2 separate regions of the Mus musculus genome follow, and region 2 is linked to region 1. A link is a contact called in public promoter capture Hi-C data. All regions are on one chromosome and are shown on one strand. Each heading gives the region's core, a stretch centred on a gene start, on an enhancer-like site or on the middle of the called end of the contact. The rest is flanking DNA. Distances are from core to core; before and after follow the strand shown. Region 1 holds the start of Chd6 (chromodomain helicase DNA binding protein 6). Region 2 holds the start of Tox2 (TOX high mobility group box family member 2).

The links. Promoter capture Hi-C pulls out the DNA fragments that hold promoters and counts their contacts.
Region 2: a contact with region 1 is called in a promoter capture Hi-C map of embryonic stem cells, with 2.7 times the contacts expected there. The contact joins the promoter of Tox2 here to the promoter of Chd6 in region 1. A contact is called at or near these places in 1 of 39 promoter capture datasets (embryonic stem cells) and 1 of 115 datasets of contacts at active chromatin or transcription factors (astrocytes).

The regions. Positions count from the first base shown.
Region 1 is chr2:161,107,378-161,111,000 of GRCm38.p6, forward strand. Chd6 (chromodomain helicase DNA binding protein 6) reads right to left here and starts at 1,709. Exons shown (of 37, transcript NM_173368.3): 1 at 1,612-1,709.
Region 2 is chr2:163,201,197-163,204,819 of GRCm38.p6, forward strand. Tox2 (TOX high mobility group box family member 2) reads left to right here and starts at 1,931. Exons shown (of 9, transcript NM_001372575.1): 1 at 1,931-2,066. The coding sequence starts at 1,968.

The sequences.
Region 1 (3,623 bases), core at 459-2,958:
GCCTAATCATTTTATCATACACACATCTCAAATCCTTCTGTTGCCAGAGAACCACAAAGTTCACAAAAAACTCTCTCAGAGGCTGCCAACCTGATCTTCCAACTTGGCTTCCAACTAAACTACTGTGCTACCCACAGTGAATGAGACAGACCCGCTCACTCCCTTACAATAAGTCAAGCACTCAGAGCTCTGAAAGAAAGCATGGTGTCTGTCCAGACTTTTCCAAAAGCACCATAAGCAGATCCCCATGGAGTATGCCAATATGAGGGCCTACTGGCATGGTATTCTTATATACCATTTGGGAAATAATCAAATCCTAGGCAAAATATTTCAGACACTCTTGAAAACTGTCAATATTTAAAATATCTATTTTCTCTGTTCATGGATCTGTTACAGCAGAAATGAACAGTTTCTTGAGGGGTGGCAAAAAAGGCACAAACAAGCCCCGGAGAAAGATGCTCAGAGATGCCAGAGACTCTCTAGAAACCTTGGCCAGATTACTAATGGTCTATAAAGCCTAATTTGGAGAACACGGGCCTACGAGCTCAAAATTGAATTATACTGCCTTATTAGATCCCACACTCGTGAAACCACAGTCATATTAGTCATAACTGAAACTAGGAATACTCTATGTACACAAATATAAAGTGCATGCTTATGCATTTTTAATTGGATCAAATAAAACTGAAGCTGCAAACAAACTCACATTTCAATTATCTCACTAGTGCGGGGATTTCCTAATAACCTCGTTTTAAAACCCAAGGAGCTGCCAACCCCTCTCCACATCTGACAGGCATGGTCCCTGGAAATTTTAGGAAGGACATTCCTCCGTTACTTCTCAACAGAGAAGAGAAATAAATACCCTGAAGGAAACAGATTTTTTTCTTTTTTTTTTTTTCATATTCCCTCTCTCTAATTTCTTTGCAAGCTCTAACATGCAATCTAATAACGCACCAAACTTGGCAGCGGGGTAGCTTGGTGGCTTGGAGTCTTGAGGGCTCAAATTTTCGGGGGCGAGTGCGCGTTAGTGCGTGAGGAGCCGGCCGGAGGGGCGCGCGACCCGGGGACGCGCCGGGGCCCCCGCCCCCTCCCGGAGCAGCAGCCTGGCACCGGCCCACCCTCCTCCACCCCTGCAAACAGACGCAGGACGCGGAGCGGAGCAACTTCTCCGCGGGGGCGGTAGCGGCTGGCGGGCGCGGGGGTGGCCCTCACGCGCCGTGGGCCGCCGGGGTCCCCTGGGAAGCCTTGGCAGGCCCCGCCCCGCCGCAAAGGCCCGCGCTTGGGGTCTGAAGCAGGACCCCAAGCCTGGGCGCGTGGCCCCGCAGTGGCGCTCTCCCAAGGACGGAGGGCGGGCGGCCAGAGCGCGCGGCAGCCGGGAGGGGCGGACGCCAAACCCCTCGCCTCAGGCCTCGGGGCCCTCGGCCTGGCCGAACGCCCGCGGCCGCGCTCGGACCCCTGCCCGGCCGGGCCTCGCGCCGCCGCGGCCCCTCAGCCCCGCTCCATTCATAGGGCAGCCCCATCCCGGCCAGCGGGGCGGAGACAGGGTCCCCGCGGGCAAGCCCAGCTTGTCGGGGCCAGGCAGGAAAATAAAAAGTTAAGAGAAGAACTTACCTAAAATGGCTCCTGCAGCAGCCAAAATACAAACAGCTATTATTTGGTGAAGTTTAGCTCAGACACCCTGCAAGGACACCCTAACCCAGCTTGGGCCCGCCTTCCCTGCCGCGCTATTGGGTTTCGCCTGCCCAAAACACAGGTTCATTGGTCGTGTGGGCTGCCGATCAGACAGAAGCCCGTTTCAAGCTTGCTTGCAGGAGCGAGTGATGGGCTTGCTCCATTGTGCTCGTATTTGCATGGATGTGATCGCAGCGGTGATTGGTCGATGTCGGAGCCGCTCCGCCTCCCAGCCTAGATCTCCCCGCCTTGCAGACAGCGCAGCTCCCGGCCCGCCCCCCCGGAATGAAGCGGCCGGGCCGCGGGGGCGGGGCGGGGCTGGGGTCCCGCAGGCGGAGGGGGCGGGGCGGGGTGCTGCGCTCTGTTTTGCAAGCAGGGGGCGAGGACCTGGGCGCTGGCCCGCGGCTGGGGCTCAACCTGCAGGTGGAGGTCTCGCAGGTAGTGGGCAAGCAAGCTGGAAAACCCGGGATTGGCTCTCCGGAGGTGGGAGAAGATGTACTGGGGTCCCACGACGTGAGCGCCCCGCCGGCGCCCAGATCCTGCAACGCGCACTCGAGGAGAGGTGAAGGTCCCAACGGACAGGAAAAAGAAGATGCTGAGAGGCCGAGGGAAGCGAGGAGCCGGGTCGTCAGTCTCCAGCTGCTTATACTGCAGATCCGCCTGGCTCCCTAGCATACTAGGAACGTCTTCCCAGGGCCCTGCACACCCCGGGAGTTTTCCAGCCCTGAGGATCCTGCAGCGCATTGGATATGCTTCAGTAACATCAGGAGTGGAACCATGGTGTGTTTATTTTCGGGCCTATCTCCACTACCATCCTTGTAGCATCCTCAAGGACAGGGCCTAGCATATGACAGAGATTCAACCAATTGTTGTCTTCCGTAATTCGTTTTTTAGCAGCTAATTTTTAAGTGCCCACTAAATACCTGACATTGATCTGAGACGGAGGATGTAGCGGTCAATAGGACAAAGCCCTTGCACTCACCGAACAGGCAAAGGAAAAGCAATAAATAAAATAAATAAATGAACACAGAGGCAGGTAGTGATAAATGCCATAAAGAAAACAGATGGCGGGAGGAAGGACATCAGACCAGAGATGGGGGAGGAACAATTAGGGCAAGGAGGAATTTAGAGCCTATCCTGCCTAGCTAAATATTCCTCATAGCATCCTCCCTACTCTGGGACCTGGTGATCACTTTTCCTCTTCACTCCTGCCTGTCCCATCTGGAGTGTTTCCCCAGTGAATACTTAAATAAAAGAAGAAGAAAAAAAAGTCCAAAACTGGCTGGACTCTGACTTTAAAAGCTCACTTTATCTTAATTAAAGCAGGAATGATCTGAGTCTGATGACTCCAAGAGCAGTTTGTCAGAATTGTTTAGGATGAGGGTGGTATGAGTGTGTCAAGGGTAATCACAATGTTAACAGAGCCTTCCTGTACTCCCTAAGAGAATATGTTTAGCTTCTTAGAAGTCCTGGTTGTCTTATGTCTTTCAGCCAATGGCCCTAATTCTCTTCTGGGTCCTGCTTCTTGTACTAGCTAGTTTTATGCCAACTTGACACAAACTAGAGTCATCAGAGGAGGGAGCCTTGATCAGACTATAGGTAAGCCAGTAGGGCATATTTTTAAATGATTCATGGGGGAGGGCCCAGCCCATTGTGGGCAGTGCCACTCCTAGGCTGGTGGTCCTGGGATCTATAAGAAAACAAGCTGACCAAGTCATAAGGAGCAAGCTAGTAAGCAGCACCCGTCCATGGCCTCTCTATCAGCCCCTGCCTTCTGATTCCTACCCCTTGTGAGTTCCTGCCCTCTCTGCTTTTGGTGAGAAGTGTTACATGGGGCTGTGAGAAACAAAACCCTTTCCTCCTCAAGTTGCTTTTGATCATGGTGTTTCATCACAGTAACAGTAATCCTAGCTAAGGCACTTCTTCATTTCTTGGACTACCCCAGTAATTTG
Region 2 (3,623 bases), core at 681-3,180, 2.1 Mb after region 1:
CAGGGCTTCTCTGATGATTCCAGCCCTCCTACATGGTAGCTTACAGCTCCAAACAAGAGCCTGCTGAGAAGTCAAGCAGGTGAGACTGTGTTAGCTTTAATGAACTAGCCTCAGAAGTCATGGTATTTACTAAGAACCACTCGCCAAAATCAGCCTTTCTAAGAGGGAGGCATTAGACTCTACTCCTAGGGAGGAGTGTCAAAGGATTTGTGGAGGTGTTAGAAAGCCTTGACCATCATATTAACAAACAAAATAAATAATTGATAATAGCATAAAAATGACAAAAAAAAACCCAGTTGTAAATCTAATAAAAGATGTGCCAGGTTTTCGCATACGAACATGGCTGAGAGAACTTGTAAAGAAACCCTAAGTGGGTGTACCATGTTCATGGATAAAATTAATGCACAGAGAAAACACCCTCTTCATCCGAATTGGGATAAAGATTCGATGTGAGAACAATGACAATCCCAGCTGATTTTTATTAAGGCACCAAGGCCAATTGCCAAGGTAGTCTTAAAGAACAAAATGTGTGTGGACTTATTCTATGGGACATTAAGATTTATTACAAAGCTGAAGTAGTCCAGTGGGCTAATGGCACAAGGAGAGAAAAGTAAACAGGACAGACAGACAGCACAGAAGCCATCCACGTGCACATGAAATACTCAATTCAATGCAGAGAAGTGTGTGTGTGTGTGTGTGTGTTTCAGTGACTATTGCTAGGTTAGTTGGGTAGCCAGATCTGGGAGAGACAGGGGGGGTGGGGGGGGGGAGGAGAGAGGCTTGTCGGAAATTCCTTTTTGATAAGGCTGAGCCTGGTGTTTCTAGAAACAATGACTGACGTTTATTTAGAAGCTCTTTCCTTTCTGGGTTGTAATTTCCCTCTGTTGTTCTCCAGCCTTCGCTGGAAGACCAGTTCCCACACTGCTCTTGAGGTGCCTGGATTTCATGGTTGCTGCGGTCCTCGCTCCCGGCCAGGAAGCAAGTCCAAGAAGCAGTTATGGAGCCTGAGCTAGTTTCAAGCTGTCTCCTAAGTGGGCAAGAGGCTCACGCTCTTTTCTCCAGTTGTTCTTCCCAGGCAGGCTTCGAAAGTATTCCAGAACCTGGAACCCAGGAACTGGATGGGGGTGGGGTGAGCAGCAGACAGCCCCTGATGGTTCTTCCAGCTAGCAAGTGTCTGTGGAACAAGGGTGCTGTTACAGATGGACGGACGACAAGGGGCAGATTCACACTGCTTCTCTGGGGTTCCGAAAAGCTCTGGATGGTGGCTAAGTGTACGCTAAGTGTACGGGGCTTCTGAGCCTTCCCGTCCTTACCAGTAAGGGGGAGGGGACTTTCCACAGTCTTCATCCAAGCGCTTTCACTTCTGCATGCTCTCCCTTTCTGGTGCCTCGATTTCCTCATATATAAAATAAACCTTTATGCACGTTGCCCCCTCCCCCCGTCCCTCTCTGAATAACTCAGATGAGCTTGAGGTGTGTGTGTTGGGAGGCAGGGAACTATTCTAAGACCCATGTAAGGCAAAAGGTAAGATAGTGCCCATCTCCAAATGGATGCTCCTTCAACCACTTCCTACTTGCCCTGCAAGCAGGGTGGGGATTGACACTGTCCCCAATATTTGGGGCTGGGAATGTCCCATTTCTGGACAGGGGTGGCCTAGAGATTTCTCTCTTCTTGGTGACAAAAGGCGGGACAGGAACGGTCCACTTGGACTGGCAACTAACTCTAGGGGCGGAGGGTTGGGCGGAGACCAAGGCGACCAGGGGGCCCCCCTTGCCCTCGGCGGCTCCCGAGGCCGGAACAATAGCGCTTGCGGGCGGGGCGGGGGAGGGCGTGGCGGGAGGGCGTAGCTCCCCTCCGGGCACCGCCCCCGGCCCGCCCCCCGCGCTCGCACACGGGCTCGCATAGGGCTCCCACGGCTGCCCGCCCAGGCACTGCCCGCGGGAGCCGCCGCCGCCGCCGCGCCCGCCATGGACGTCCGCCTGTATCCCTCGGCGCCCGCGGTAGGTGCGCGGCCCGGGGCCGAGCCGGCCGGCCTGGCACACCTGGACTACTACCACTGCGGCAAGGTAGGCGGCAAGGTAGGCTGGGGGCCCGAGTGTCCCGGGCTGGAGCGTGGGGGGCAGGAGTAATCTCGTGGCTGCGGACGTAGGCACTCTGGGGGCGCACACGGGGACACGCACACAACATCTTGGACGACGGGCACGTGCCACTCACACCGCTACCCTCGCGGTCGGTCACACATGCTGGGAGTTGTAGATCACGGGCAGAAGTCAGCCCGACAGCTTCCCGTAAGACGACACAGTGACACACTCACCCACGCTTCGCATTCATTCACAAGCCGACGCGCAGCGACTCTCTGTCACCCAGCCAGGCGGCACCACACACAGCCTTCGCCGTCCCACATAAGTCACGGTGCCAGTCATTTATCCTCAACCACACGCAGCCACTCGCCCACGCACAGGGCTACGATAACATACAAGTCACCTCATCTATCTACACTCATACACAACGCTTCCACACAGGTTCGCAGCTGCTGTCACATCCAGTGGCAACGGGGGACAGTCACACAAAGAAGTAGCTCCGACAGTCACAGCTCAGACTCACAATGACCCACAAGTGTACACGTTCGGTCACGCAGATCCATCCCCTGGAGGAGAAGCCCCAGCTACAAATCGCCCTGACGGCCACCTAGTCACACCCGGACACACCCAGGGACAGTCACAGGCTCCAGCACCCTCCACTGCTCGCCCCCACCCCTCGGTTGTCCACACTCGCGCGTCGGGGTTTTAACTTCTCGGCGCTGAGCATTAATTGGGCCGTTTACTAATTGGCCGTCACTACCCCGTGGCGCCTCTGATTTTATGCCGGTGTCGTCCAATCAAGGCCTATCCCTTCCCTGGATTGGGGAGCTAGCGTCCCTCCAGGCTGGAGCCGCAGCGAGGAGGTACACTCTCGCTCCCCGTCCCCACCATTTTTCTAGGTTCTCTGTGCTCAACTCCAGCCAGGGCCCCACAGCGCGGCGCCCCCGGGAGGTAGTGCCTGGATCCCAGGACCAGGGGCATCGGACCCCAGCTCCCCTTTGAGCTCAGCGGGCACGGTCAGGGGCAGCGGCGCTGTCTGAGTCCCCTTCCCTCGCAGGGAAGGGAACTTTGAAACTTAGTTCGGACGCCAGACGGTCGGTGCGTCCCCGGGTCTGTGCGTCGGTCGGGGTCAGGCTGGAGCCGAGCGCGGCTTTTCGTCACTCGGAGCCCGGATTGAACAGCGCGCGTGGGTCTCCGGGCGGTCGGGACGTAGACGCGCGGGCTCCGCGGCGCTGCGTGGTGAGTGCGCGTCGGGTGGCTGGATCCATGACCCTCTGGGGGTCTGTCCCTTCCCTACAGGCTGTCCGCGCAGCCCCTGGCTGCGGGGATGTTGTCGGGATGCTGCAGCAGCCGAGCGTCCGGCCGATCGCTGGGCCTCCGGGGCTGGGCCTCTCTGCAAGTGCATCCTCAGGCCCTAAGGGAGCGGCTGCGGCCGGGAGCCCTCTGCAGTTCGCCCTGGTCCGGGCGGCGCGGGCCACGCAGGCCGGGGCGTCCCGGGGCGGAGGTGGGCGGCGCGCATCTCTCGGAGTGGGGGGGGGGGGG